Regions from separate parts of the Ovis aries genome. Here region 1 is linked to region 2. Evidence: chromatin contacts called from public Hi-C data. All regions are on one chromosome and are shown on one strand. Each heading gives the region's core, a stretch centred on a gene start, on an enhancer-like site or on the middle of the called end of the contact. The rest is flanking DNA. Distances are from core to core; before and after follow the strand shown. Region 1 holds the start of CLPB (ClpB family mitochondrial disaggregase). Region 2 holds the start of FOLR2 (folate receptor beta).

Region 1 (6,556 bases), core at 495-2,994, 200 kb before region 2:
AACATAAAGTGATTAGAATCAAATGGGCCTAAGATGGCTGCCATCTATGGGGTCGCACAGAGTCCAACATGACTGAAGCGACTTAGCAGCAGCAGCAGCAAGATGGCAGATAAGTCAGCTTAGACTAGACCTTGATCCTCAGTATATGCTCATTGTAATACATCAACAAGGTAAATGACACACCCAGAGGTGCCATGACAGTTCCAAAGCCAACAATCAAAGACCAAAAAGTGGGCAGTGGCTCAATTCCTGGAAATCTCCACACTTACCCCTCCACCAAAATAGCTAGAATAATCCTCCCTTGTTGTTCAGTTGCTCTGCAGCACGCCAGGTCTCCCTGTCCTTCACCATCTCCTGAAGTTGCTCAAACTCATGTCCATTGAGTCAGTGATGCCATCCAGCCATCTTGTCCTCTGTCCTCCTCTTCCTGCCTTCAATCTTTCCCAGCATCAAGATCTTTTCCAGTGAGTCAGATCTTCACATCAGGTGGCCAAAGTACTGAGCTTCAGCTCTAGCATCAGTCCTTCCCTGAATATTCAGGATTTGTGTCTTTTAGGATTGACTGGTTTGATCTCCTTGCAGTCCAGGGGATTCTCAAGAGTCTTCTCCAACACCACAGTTCAAAAGCATCATTTCTTCAGTGCTCAGCCTTCTTTATGGTCCAGCTCTCACATCCATACATGACTACTGGAAAAAACAAAGCTTTGACGATTTTTATCTTTGTCGGCAAGGTGATATCTCTGCTTTTTAATATGCTATCTAGGTTTATCACAGCTTTTCTCATCAGCCTGTGAAATAACCCAGCCTATGAAAACTAACCACACTGCATTTCAAGACTACTCATACCCTCTGTGACAGCCCACACTCTAGTCTGTGGAGTGTGTTTCTCCCAAGACTGCTCTTGCTTCTGAGAAGGCTGGAGCTCTGTGGAGTGTGCTTCTCTCTAAATAAATCCATTTCTCACCTAGAAAAAAAAAGCACTTCATTTTTCACCTGCTCACGGGTTCAATCTGGAGAAATGAGGGCAGGATAGGGGTGCAAGTATCAAAGGGGCGATGGCTTGGAGTTGAAGGCTTGAGCTTTACGTATTGATCTATTGACAAATTCTTTTATTTTTGAGCCTAAATTCCCTTCCCTGTACACAGGAATAATAGTCCTAGCCCAGCTTCCCTTATGCGGCTGCCACAAGGATGAGACAGATAGAACATATGAAAGCACCTTAAATATAGGGTAAGTGGGAAAGCAAGATTAGGCATCAACTTTTTAACAGAAAGAATGTCTGTGTAGAAAAAACAAAAAGAGAAAAGAAAAGGAATTCCTATTTCAGGTGCATCAGTTACCCTAGGTATCTTTGTGAAAAGCAGTCCCAGGCTAAAAAGAGATACAGGCTAAAAGAAGCACAAGTTGCTGAAGAGTCCCGTTTAATTTACAATACTCAGAAATTGCATCGAATGTTTTAGCTAAACTTCGAAGAAGACTCTGGGATTCCAACCTTAACTCTAATGGCTTGGCCCCTGGTAGGTGTTTCCCTTCTTGCCACGCCCCCATGTCCAAACTCCATTTCCCAATACGCCCCAGGATCCTGTAAGTCTGCAGTCATTATGACGCAAGTTCCACAGCCTTCTGGGAAGTGTAGTTTATTTCTCCCCCTCGCTACGTCAAGATCTAGGGTTAGGGACTACCACTCCCGTGAGGTAGTGCGTAATTCCACTCCGCGGCGTCTTCGAACGCGCCGCGGCAGCCATGTTGGAAGTGGTCAGCACAGGGGCCGGCACCAGAGGGTTATCGAAGCAGCTGTCACGATGCTGGGGTCCCTGGTGTCGAAGAGAACAGCGCCGGCGCCGCGGCTCCTTCTCCAGCTGCTTAGGTCCCCATCGCTCCGGAGCCACGAAAGTGCCACCGGCCAGAGTGTGACCACCGGGGGCCGCGGGGAGCCTCAGTGGCTGAGGGCGGCCGTCGGGGGGCGCCATGGAACGTCGCCGGCCCTACTCACCGGAGGAGGGGCAGCCACTGGAGGGCGCCAGAGAGGACGTACCGAGACCCCCTACCTTGCAGCTGCCACGTGGGGACATCTTCCTAGCCCCGAAGATACACTGCCTGGGCAGGACAGCTGGAATGGAGTCCTCAGCAGAGCCGGCTTGGGCGTGTGGGCCCTGGCCACGGCACTGGTGGTTCATTGTTACAGCAAGAGCCCGTCCAGCAAGGGTGATTATTGGGACAGTCTGGTTATGTGCAAGTGAGAGGCGGGAGGTGGGTCCTGAGTCCATGAGGTTGGAGGGTGGGAATTGCTTATAGATTTAGACCACTAGAGCTTCAGTCCTGGTAGGACCCAGACATAATTTGGTCATAGAGCAGGCTGAGGAGTTCAGTGCTTCTGAGTTGTGTAATTTCTCAAATTATGCAACTGTTACTGTATTAGAATAATAATTGCATGCATGCCTAGTCGTTTCAGTCGTGTCCGACTCTGTGGGACCCTGTGGACAGTAGCCTGACAGGCTCCGCTGTCCATGGGATTCTCTAGGCAAGACTGCTGGAGTGGGTTGCCATGCCCTCCTCTAGGGGATCTTCCCTACTCAGGGATCAAACCTGCGTCTTGTATGTCTCCTGCATTGGCAGGTGGGTTCTTTACCACTGGCGCCACCTAGGAAGCCCATAATAATAATTATTGTATTATAATAATACAGTTATTAAAGGTTAGCCTCCTTTCTTGGAGTATCACCTTATCCATCTGTACAATGGGAGCGCTGGACTAAACATCTGAAATTAGCATGTGGCCTATTTTTCTACCATTCTATCTGGTTCAGTTCCTTTTAAGAGGTCTCCAGGAAACCTGTTTGGCTTCCCATGTGGTGCAGTGGTAAACAATCCACCTGCCAATGCAGGAGACACAAGAGACATGGGTTTGATCCTTGGTCTGGGAGGATCCCCTGGAGTAGAGAATGGCAACCAGCTTCTGTATTCTTGCCTGAAAAATTCCATGGACAGAAGAGCCTGGTACGCTACAGTCCTTGGGGTCCATGGACTAAGAAGGGAAGAGACTTGGTTTCAGTGCCAACTTTGGCTCTGCTTGCTCCTCTCTAGATTGTTTCCCCACAGGTGAAGGGTGATTTCTCACTACTCTTACAGTGTTGTTATTCTGATTCCTTTTGAAGTTCAGCAGTGTGGTTGTGTTCATCAGGGAGACTCCTAGGGTTCTGCTGTGCCTGGTCTCAGGCATGAGGTGATCTTGCTATGTGGGGAAGTTGGCAGGACAAGGAATACAGGGAGGTGGCTCCCTGGAGAACCAGAGCAACCATGGGGGCTGGCTGACCCAGGTTGGCATCACCCTTGGGTGCATGGAGTCGAGCAGGGACTGGGAGAGCAGGCAGAGAGCTAGACTTCTAGCCTACGTGAGTCCAGCTACTCAGGTTCTCAGCTCTTCCTCGAAGAGAAGAGTGAGGCATGGTGTTTCAAGATTCCATGCATCCCAAGCTCTGAGACTTTGGACCAAGAGGAGGGATGCCCTTGACATTCATTTGTTTATTCAGCAGGATGTGGCCAGCTGTATAGGAAGAGCCTTGGCAGGGAGTAAGGTCACCTGGGGTCTTGTTTTGTTCTACCTTTAATTCCCACATGACTTTGGACTTTTGCCCTTTCTCATGGTCCTATTTCCTCATCTATAAAATGAGGGTGTTGAAACAGAGCTCCACGGAGAAGGCAATGGCAACCCACTCCAGTACTCTTGCCTGGAAAATCCCTTGGATGGAGGAGCCTGGTGGGCTGCAGTCCATGGGGTCGCTAAGAGTCGGACACGACTGAGCGACTTCACTTTACTTTTCACTTTCATGCATTGGAGAAGGAAATGGCAACCCACTCCAGTATTCTTGCTTGGAGAATCTCAGGGACGGGGGAGCCTGGTGGGCTGCCGTCCATGGGGTTGCACAGAGTCGGACACGACTGAAGTGACTTAGCAGCAAACAGAGCTCCTAAGGGTTCTTCTAGCTTAGGCACACTATGATTCTATTACTTCCACACCCACAGAGGTATGAATACCCTCTGTGCGCCTACTTTAAAGCTTGATGTGGAACTCGTGACTTAACACAATGCCAGCTAAGGGGACGATGTGGGCCATTAGACCTGTGCATCTGGCGAATCATCTAACAGTGTGTTTTGGGGGATCAGAAGGCCAGCATGGTCAGGAAAGCCTTCCTGAATGATTGGAGATCTTCCTTGAGGATGGGGAATTTGAATTTGAGTTGTAAAGGATAAGGCAAGAGATGAAAAGGAGAGTGATACTGTGAGCTCCTTGAGAGCAAGGAGTGCGTCTTGATATTTTCAGGTTGATGCCAGTTCCTTTCCTTAATACTTTTGCACTGTCCAGCATAGTCCCTGGTGTTTAGTGTAGGTGCTTAGTGAATGTTCCTCAAGATGGTTTGTATTCTATGGAAATGTTTCCAGGAACAAAGCGCAGGTCGGGATAGTACATATAGAGGCTAGCAGTTTGTCCAGCCTGGTTGGAGGAGAGGAGGTCTTTCAAATGAGGTGAGAGCAGAGGGAGTAGGGTCTGGATATCAGGCGCGAGGGTTTGGAGGGTCTGAAATTCTCCTATAGGTGATGGAAAGCCATGGAAAATTGATGAGCAGGGAATGTCCCAAGTCCAGCAGGTTTAGACAGATGGGGAGAAAGTGTCCAAGGTCTTGCCTCAGAGCTTTTGGGGGGCTCCAGATTGGACTCTGTGGCATGTGAACCCCAGCAAAAGACACTGGGGTCTTTTTACCAAAATATATGATGTTTACCAAACCATGACCGATCCCAACGCTTCTGACTTGCCAGTTCCCTTGTCTCCTGACTTGAGAGTTGTGAGCCAAGGCCCTCAGTGCAGCATAATCAGTTCTGCCCTTTAGGAGCCAGGGGACCCCGGTTCTAATCCCAGCCCATTCCTCATTCCCTCTGGGACCTTGCAGAAGCTACTTCTTTTTAAAAGAGTGAGGGGAGAGAGAATACAGCAGTATCTGGGGAAGGCTTGTTCCCCTTCCAGCTGGGGGCTGCCCAAGCATCCTGGGTGTGTGCTGGGGGAACAGCTGGGGAACTGAGGAAGACCTGGCCCCAGAGTCTAGGCCAGGAGGCAATGTGTAGGCCTATGCATCGGTCTGAACCACAGGACTGGTTTGCATATGTCTGATAAGGTGGATATTGTACACAGGAGGTTAGGTGAGTGAGCCAGGTCATAAAGCAAGTAAGTGGCAGAGTTAAGACCAGACCCAGGTCTGCTCTTCCACCCCGCCTCTCTGTTTCACTTGGTGACTCTCTTGGCTGGACTGAGAGCTCCCTGAGACAGGGCTGGGCCTGAGTCTGTCTGGTGCCCATCAGTTGGAGCTCAGGAACAGCTGAGCTCAGTGTTGCAGCCGCCTGGGAGAGAGAATGTGCCTCTGCTGTTGACAGCTTTTCCTCATGGCCACAAGGTGGTGCCAGCAGCCCGCACGCTGCCCAGGCCAGGCCAAGCTTGCCATTGCCTTTCTGCTAGGCCTGGCAATTCCTAAGGGATGGATTGGAATCCTCTACTTTGGCTCTCCCTTCGTTGGGTTTGGCGCTGGGATGTTTGCAGGCTTTTCAACCGTTATTTCTTTAGCATCCTTGTAAGACTGTCAGGGCAGGGATTAGTGCCCCTGCTTTATAGTCAGGGAAGCTGGCGTTGAGGGGGGAAAGGCCGCCACAGCACAGGGTGAACAGTGGACAGGCTGTGGTGGAGCCTGGCTCCTGGTCAAGGCTCTGTCCACTCTCGGAGGGGTCCACACCTCTGCCTGCTCCTCCCTATTCTGTCCTCCTAGGTTTGTGACCTATAACATCAAGATTCAAAACTAGGCTGGGAGACTGAAGTTGGAAGAGAAAGTGGGGCAAGGTAGGGGGATGATTAATAATGTGATAGTTACATGAACCTGCAGAGTAAAGTCACTCAGTCGTGTCCGACTCTTTGTGACCTCGTGGACTGCAACCCACCAGGCTCCTCAGTCCATGGGATTCTCCAGGCAAGAATACTGGAGTGGGTTGCCATTTCCTTCTCCAGGGGATCTTCCTGACCCAGGGATCGAACCCGGGTCTCCCACACTGGAGGCAGACGCTTTAACCTCTGAGCCACCAGGGAAGCCCTGTAGAGCTTTATAGCTAATAAAAGGCGAAGGCATTCACACATTGAGTGTTTACTGTAGGCCACACCTGGTACTAACACATTCCTTGGATCACCTGTGTGATGAGAGTTCTGAGTCTGGTCTCTGATAGAAAGATGTGGAAGACAAGTTGTTAACAGAGGCTTTCACCTGGGCGGGGGAGGACTAGCTTTCTCTTTGTATATCTTGGCATCTTTTTACTTGTTAAAGCCCATGTATCTGAAGTGCCTTCACTTCCACTGTCTTTCTGGGCCCTCCAGGAAGCTCTGAGGGTTGGCCAGAAGTCTGATTGGTGCCCTCTCTCTCTTCAGATGCAGCCCTGATGGAAGCTGCTCGAGCCAACAATGTCCAAGAAGTCAGCAGGTGAGTATCGAACCCCAGGCCTTGCCCTCCCATGCAGGAGGCCTGAGTGG
Region 2 (6,463 bases), core at 2,719-5,218:
AATTTGTTCACACACACACACACACACCCACCCACACACACCCAGCCTTCCCTGGACTCCAATCCCCAGTTTTCCCGTAGCAGCAGAAGGGAGCACAGAACCTGGGGAAAAGGCCTTCCTCTGGGACCCAATGTAAATAATGAAGTCCTGGACTTGGCTCTCTCATTTGGGGCTACAAGAGCCACAGGATCCCTAAGGACTAATAATGTGCAGGCACTGGGCACACATGCTTTCTAGGCAACATTTCACAACTATGAGAGAAGGAAGGATAATTATCTTCATTTTATTGAGAAGGAAACTGGTTTAAGAAAAGTCAAGCAACTGATTCATTTTCACATAGTGAGTAGCAGAACAAGCTTATGTTTTGTTTCTCTAATCTGAAGGAATCCAAAAACTATGGAATCTGCCCTCTACCACACACAAACTCAGAACCAAAATAATTCATCAGACTCAGAGGAGTTGGTCTATTTATTAGAACTAGCTGTCAGAGAAACCCCAAGCCCCACCCTGGAGCAGGAACTGGATGACAAAGGGATGGATAATGAATGGAAGCGTGCTGATGGCTCCCTCATTTGTGGGAGCTGAACTGAGCCCAGCCTGGTCATCAAACCTGGGGACAGGCTGGACTCAGTCATGGAGCCAGAGTGACAGCATCAGGGCCAGGCAGAGAGAGAGAGGTCTAATTCCCTGGGGCCAGGCCTCAGCAGTCAAGGCCGAGGCGTAGAATCTCGCCACCTCCTCGTTGGGGTTGCCCAGGGCAGGGTCGAACCACATCTGAATGCAGCGGCCGCTGCCCCGGCTGTAGTTGCTGAGCTTGTAGGAGTGACTCCAGAGGCCCTCACACAGGGCTGCAGGTGTGGGGAAGTAGGCCTCAAATGTGCGGCAGGTGGTCCCATTTGGACACTTATTCGATCCTGCAGGGGGAGAGAGGGTGGGCACATACATTCTGTCCCTAGGCCCAAAGCTTAACTCTGGCCGCCCCTAGGAATCCTTGCTCAATCCCAAATCCTCAGACCCCCTTTCTCCACCCCACACCTCCATCTCCCCGCCCACCCCAGCCCTCACCTGAGGTCCAGTCCCAGCCCCTGTGCCAGTTGCTCTTGCAGGTGTGGGAGGTGCGGCAGTCTTCCCACCAGCTCTGACAGTCCTCTTTGCACAGGGGCACGTTCAGGAACCGTTCTTTGCGCCACTTCTGGTTCACCTGGGGGAGAAGGTAAGGGCAGGGAGGCTCAGTCAGCCAGGGATGTTGGTAGGAACAGCTGTGACTGAGTTGGGGGCAGCCTGCTGGGGTGGAAGGAGGGAGATCCCAGTACCTCCTGGATCCAGGGCCCCAGATTGGGTGAGCACTCATACAAACAGTTGTCCTGAATGAAGTGGCGCTGGCAGGCGGGTTCCATCTTGCCACAGTGGTCCCAGGTAAAGTTATACAAGGAGGAGGTGTCCTTGTGCAGCTCCTGACTGACTCTGGCAGAGCAGCAGGCATTCTTCTTCCAGGGGGTGCACTGGGTCAGGAAGACAGGAGACTAATTGCCTCCAGACCACACACTCTACCACCTCCAGCCTCTTCCCATTTGGCTTTTCTTGCTGTCCTGTCTCAGGCAGGTTGTCCTAAGAATGCTCACTGTTAGGACCGTTCTGTCCTTGGCCTCCAGAAACTCCTGTCTTGGGGGAGACACAGTTACAAGACATGGGGGCAGTGAGAGCCAGGGAGAAGCCCTGTCTTGGGAAGACAATAGCTATCGTTTATACAGTGCTTGACACTTCATACAAAGTAATTTATTTATTCCCTAAAAAATAATTACTGAGTACTTATTTTATACAAGTTACTGTTCGAGATGCTGGGAATACAGAAGAGAACAAAACAGGCAGAAATATATGTTCCGGTCAAAGGAGACAGTAAGAAGCTGAAAGAGAAAAAAATCAGGATCTGATCAATTATATGGACAAAAGACAGCAGGGAATAGAAATATGGAATGACTGTTGAAATTTGAAAGAGGGTGGTTGTGTTAAGCCTCATTGCAAGGTGGCTTTTCGAGCAAAGGAGGAAAGGTGTACTGCATTACAGCATGCAGTAATATATGTTGACGTCTCTCACCTTTTAAACCCCTGGGAGTGCCCACCTCAACCCCCACCCCATCACAGGGGCAAGTCCTGACCAAATCCTCTGGGTGTCCATGTGCTTCTCTGGGCCTCAGTTTCCTCATTTGTATCAAGTGGAGGAGAACATCATCTACCCATATCGCAGGACCTCTGGGAATACGAAACCATGCACAGAACACACAAGACACCTGGGAGGTGCTCAGGAAGTGTTTATTCCACATTATTGCCAACATGGGATCCTATTCTGAGCAGGCCACCTCTAGAATCACATCAACTGTACCCCCATCCTGCCTGCATCTTTTCCCACCATAGTAACTCAGGATGTGTGTGTGTAGTGGAAGGGCTTGACCCCCTCAACCCCTCCCCCACCACCCTGACTTCCTGTTCCTTGTCTGAACAAGCCCCCTCCCAACCCAGAGCCACACTCCATCCTCACCTGGTTGTGTAGCTTGTCCTCAGGGCCAGGTTCTGCCTTGTGGTGCTTGGCATCCATGCAGACGTTGAGCAGGTCTGTCCGGGTCCGGGCATTGCACACAGAGGTCATCCAACCCAGAAACAGCAGAAGTGGTGTCAGTTTCCAAGGCATCTCTTTCCTTTCCTGCAGAGGCAGCTGTGGAGGAGACCAAAGTCTGAAGGGAGAGAGCCCCTCACAGGGTCCCCCCCTTTGCCTCCTACTTCAGTCTCCCCAACTCCACAGTGAAGGATGGGGTCAGACCCTGTTCCTTCAGTGTTGGGGTCCTGAGGCTCCTTGAGGCTGGAGTAGAGAAGATTGGGAAGGGCAGCGGCTCCCTCACCGTAGGCTTGGGGGGCTCGAAAGGGCATCTGGGATGAGATTCCCTGGGGGAATCTTCCCAAGTTGGAGGAGACTCCTTGTGCCCCTGCCTTCTCTCTGGACTGACCCAAGAGAAGTAACTAAATAATTCAGGTCCATACTCTACTCTCCGGAAGAGGACACAGCCTCATCCTGTGTCCAGCAAGTGCTCTGCCTTCACACCCTTGATCACCCAGGTTTCCATGCCAGCTTAGAAACCCTGTTACCCTGGCATGGCAGTGACCCAGCTCTGCTGAGTTCTCCGGTTCAGCATAAGGATCAAGCGAGGTAGCACACAGGATGGTGATGGTTAAATGATACAGAAATGATGAGGGGGGTTGTTTTTAGACAGCTTTGCTTTCTCAGACTTCTTTTTCCTTCCCTATTTTCTGAAAATCATTTCCTTCCATCGTGACTCTGGTCTCCTCAGCGACTTCTAGACAAATCAACCAGATCCCTGCCTTTATCCTTCAAAGAACAAATGCAAGATCCAAGGACAAGGGACAGCATAAAAGTCCCCCACATTGGAGTTGCTAACCAGACAAGAACTTAAAGTCATGGGAGGCACCCAGCGAAAGCGACAGCCCCCTACTCTGTTCATGACTGCCCCTCAACCTTCCACCCCCTCACCTACCTCCTGCAGAACAGATCTGTTCCTTTAGACTCTGTCACCGAAGGACCTAAGAATTGATAGTAGAGACCTCCCTCTCCCTCACCATCCCCCATGTTGTTGATCCCCAAGCCCTGGCAAGGGACTCTCCAAACAGTCTTTCTGGAATTCACTTCCATTGGCTCTGTGTTTGGAGTAAGGTCTCGCCTCCTCCAATTTCCTCCCCTTTAAGTCACGTTCCCCACGGAGAGTGCTCTCTCTAAGGAGAGCTGGGTCCCTGCCCTATGTGCCAACCTGCCGACTCTCCTGACTGCAGCTCCTGAGCCTCCTTCGCTACGAGGTTCACGCGCAGCTCTGACTGGGCTGGCCTTTCTCCAGGCTGGCGGCAGCTCCAAGCTGCCAGGCTGTCCTCTGTGGTCTCCGTCCTCAGCGCAGGACAGACTGACTAAGAGCTCTGGTAAGTGTAGATACAATTTCCTCTTTCAGATCTTCTCCTGCTCTTCCCTCTCTTTGGATCCCACCCTCTCCAAGGTTCCTTTAGTCTGCCAAGTGAGCCATTCTTGTTTACACTCGTCTCTCTGTTTGTTAATGTAGTCGTTCCAGGGTCCACACGTTCAACATTCATCAAAATCTAGAGTGGGCTTCCCTGGTGGCTCAGTGGTAAAGAATCCGCCTGCCAATGCAGGAGACACAGCTTCAATCCCTGATCCAGGAAGATCCCATGTGCCTCGGAGCAACTAACCCCGGGCACCACAGCTACTCAAGTCTGCCCTCTAGACCTGGGAGCCGCAATTCCTGAGGCCCCCACACCCGAGGGCCCCTACCCCTCAACAAAAGAAGCCACCACAATGAGAAGCCTGCGCACTGCAACTAGAGAGTAGCCCCCACTCTCCACAACTAGAGAAGAGTCTGAGCAGTGATGAAGACCCAGCACAGCCAAAACAAATACAAATTAAATTTTAAAAAATCTGGATGATTGCTCATCTCCAAGAGGGCTTCTGAATTTTTGACCCCAAGTGCTGACTTGAGGGGAATGGGACCTAGTGAGGAAGAACCCAGGCTTTGCAGCCAGGATGGAACCCAGTGATAGCTCCATCTCTCCCACAGCTATAGGAAATACTACTGAATCTTTCTCAGCTTCAGTTTGCTCACAAGAAAACTGTGAAGAATTATATGTAGAAAAGTCTGTCATATACTGAGTAGGCCTAAAAATTTTTTTTCAATTTAACTATGTGTGTGTGTGCGTGTGATGTCACTCAGTTGTGTCCAACCGACTCTTTGCGACCCAATAGACTGTAGCCCACCAGGCTCCTCTGTCCATGGAATTCTCCAGGCAAGAATACTACTGGAGTGGGTTGCCATGCCCTTCTCCAGAGGATCTTCCTCACCTGAGGATCAAACCCAGGTCTCCTGCACTGGAGGCAGATTCTTTAAAGTCTGAGCCATCAGGGAAGCCCAATTTAACTATGGTTGATTTATAATATTGTGTTAGCTTCAGGTATACATCTTCATATTCTTTTCCATCGTAGGTTATTACAAGATTATTTTCCATTGTAGGTTATTACATGTGTGTAACTGCTAGTCCCATACTCCTAATTCATTCTTCTCTATCCCCTTTCCCATTTGGTAACCATCAGTTTGTTGTCTATGTCTGTGACTCTGTTTCTATTTTGTAAATAAGTTCATTTGTATTATTATTATTTTAGCCACACCACACAGTAATGTATTTTTTTTTAGATTCCATATATAAGTGATATCATACAATATTTGTCTTTTTCTACCTGACTTATTTTACTTAGTGTGACAATCTGTACATCCATTCATATGCTGAAAATAGCAATATTTCATTCTTTTTTACAGCTGAGTAATATTTTATTGTGTGTGCATCAGTTCCTCAGTGTTGCTCAGTCATGCCCGACTCTGCCCCCATGGACTGCAGCCCACCAGGCTTCTCTGTCCATGGGATTTTCCAGGTAAGGATACTGGAGTGGGTTGCCATTTCCTTCTCAAGGGGATCTTCCCAACCCAGGGATCAAACCTGGGTCTCCTGCACTGCAGGCAGATTATTTACTGACCGAGTTATCAGGGAAGCCCCTGTGTGTGCATTTATGTGTGAGAAAACATATGTATACACACCACATCTTCTTTATCCATTCATCTGTTGATGGACATTTAGATTGCTTGAGAAGGCTTGAATGGCAGAAATCAGATTAATTTATGAGCAGCCAGATGAACCAGCTAGAAGTTGAGGTATAGAAGTCAAGGGTCACAGAGAAAAATTGTCTCAAATTTGATAAAAAATAATACCTCACCATCTACCATATCTGTAAACATAATTAAGCAATTTTTTAGCCTTTTAAACAAATGTGGTAAAATATAGACTATTGAAAATTTACTGTTTTAACTATTTTAAGCTTATAGTTCAGTGGTGTTAAGTATATTCATATTGTTGTGCATCTCTAGGCCATTTTCATTCTGTAAAACAGAAACTCTATTTCCATTATATCAGCAGTCCGCATTTCCTCTTCTCCCCGGTCCCTGGCAATGGCCATACAATTTTTTATGTCTGTGAATTTGGCTACTCTTTTTGTTGTTGTTGTTCAGTCGCTCCGTCGTGTCCGACTCCTTGCAACTCCATGGACTGCAGCACGCAAGCCTTCCCTGTCCATCATCTCCCGGAGCTTGCTCATACTCATGCCCATTGATTCGGTGATGCCATCCAATCATCTTGCCCTCTGTCGTCCCCTTCTCCTCCTGCCTTCAATCTTTCCCAGCATCAGGGTCTTTTCCAATGACTCAGCTCTTCACATCAAGTGGCCAAAGTTTTGGAGCTTCAGCCACAGCATCAGTCCTTCCAATGAATATTCAGGATTGATTTCCTTTAGGATTGACTGATTTGATCTCCTTGCAGTCCAAGGGGCTCCCAAGAGTCTTCTCCAACA

Evidence for each region. Hi-C and Micro-C count contacts between places; a contact is called where the count stands out from the background.
Region 1: a contact with region 2 is called in a Hi-C map of tail adipose tissue, with 3 times the contacts expected there. The contact joins the promoter of CLPB here to the promoter of FOLR2 in region 2. A contact is called at or near these places in 6 of 16 Hi-C or Micro-C datasets (mesenteric adipose tissue, mixed tissues, muscle and 3 more).

The regions. Positions count from the first base shown.
Region 1 is chr15:50,743,061-50,749,616 of ARS-UI_Ramb_v3.0, reverse strand. CLPB (ClpB family mitochondrial disaggregase) reads left to right here and starts at 1,744. Exons shown (of 15, transcript XM_004016294.6): 1 at 1,744-2,205; 2 at 6,455-6,506. The coding sequence starts at 1,803.
Region 2 is chr15:50,550,323-50,556,785 of ARS-UI_Ramb_v3.0, reverse strand. FOLR2 (folate receptor beta) reads right to left here and starts at 3,968. Exons shown (of 5, transcript XM_004016290.5): 1 at 3,816-3,968; 2 at 2,537-2,710; 3 at 1,314-1,502; 4 at 1,066-1,201; 5 at 451-914. The coding sequence starts at 2,686. The coding sequence ends at 628. It overlaps LOC132657824 (a long non-coding RNA gene), which reads left to right and starts at 3,744. Exons shown (of 4, transcript XR_009596532.1): 1 at 3,744-3,978; 2 at 5,382-5,494.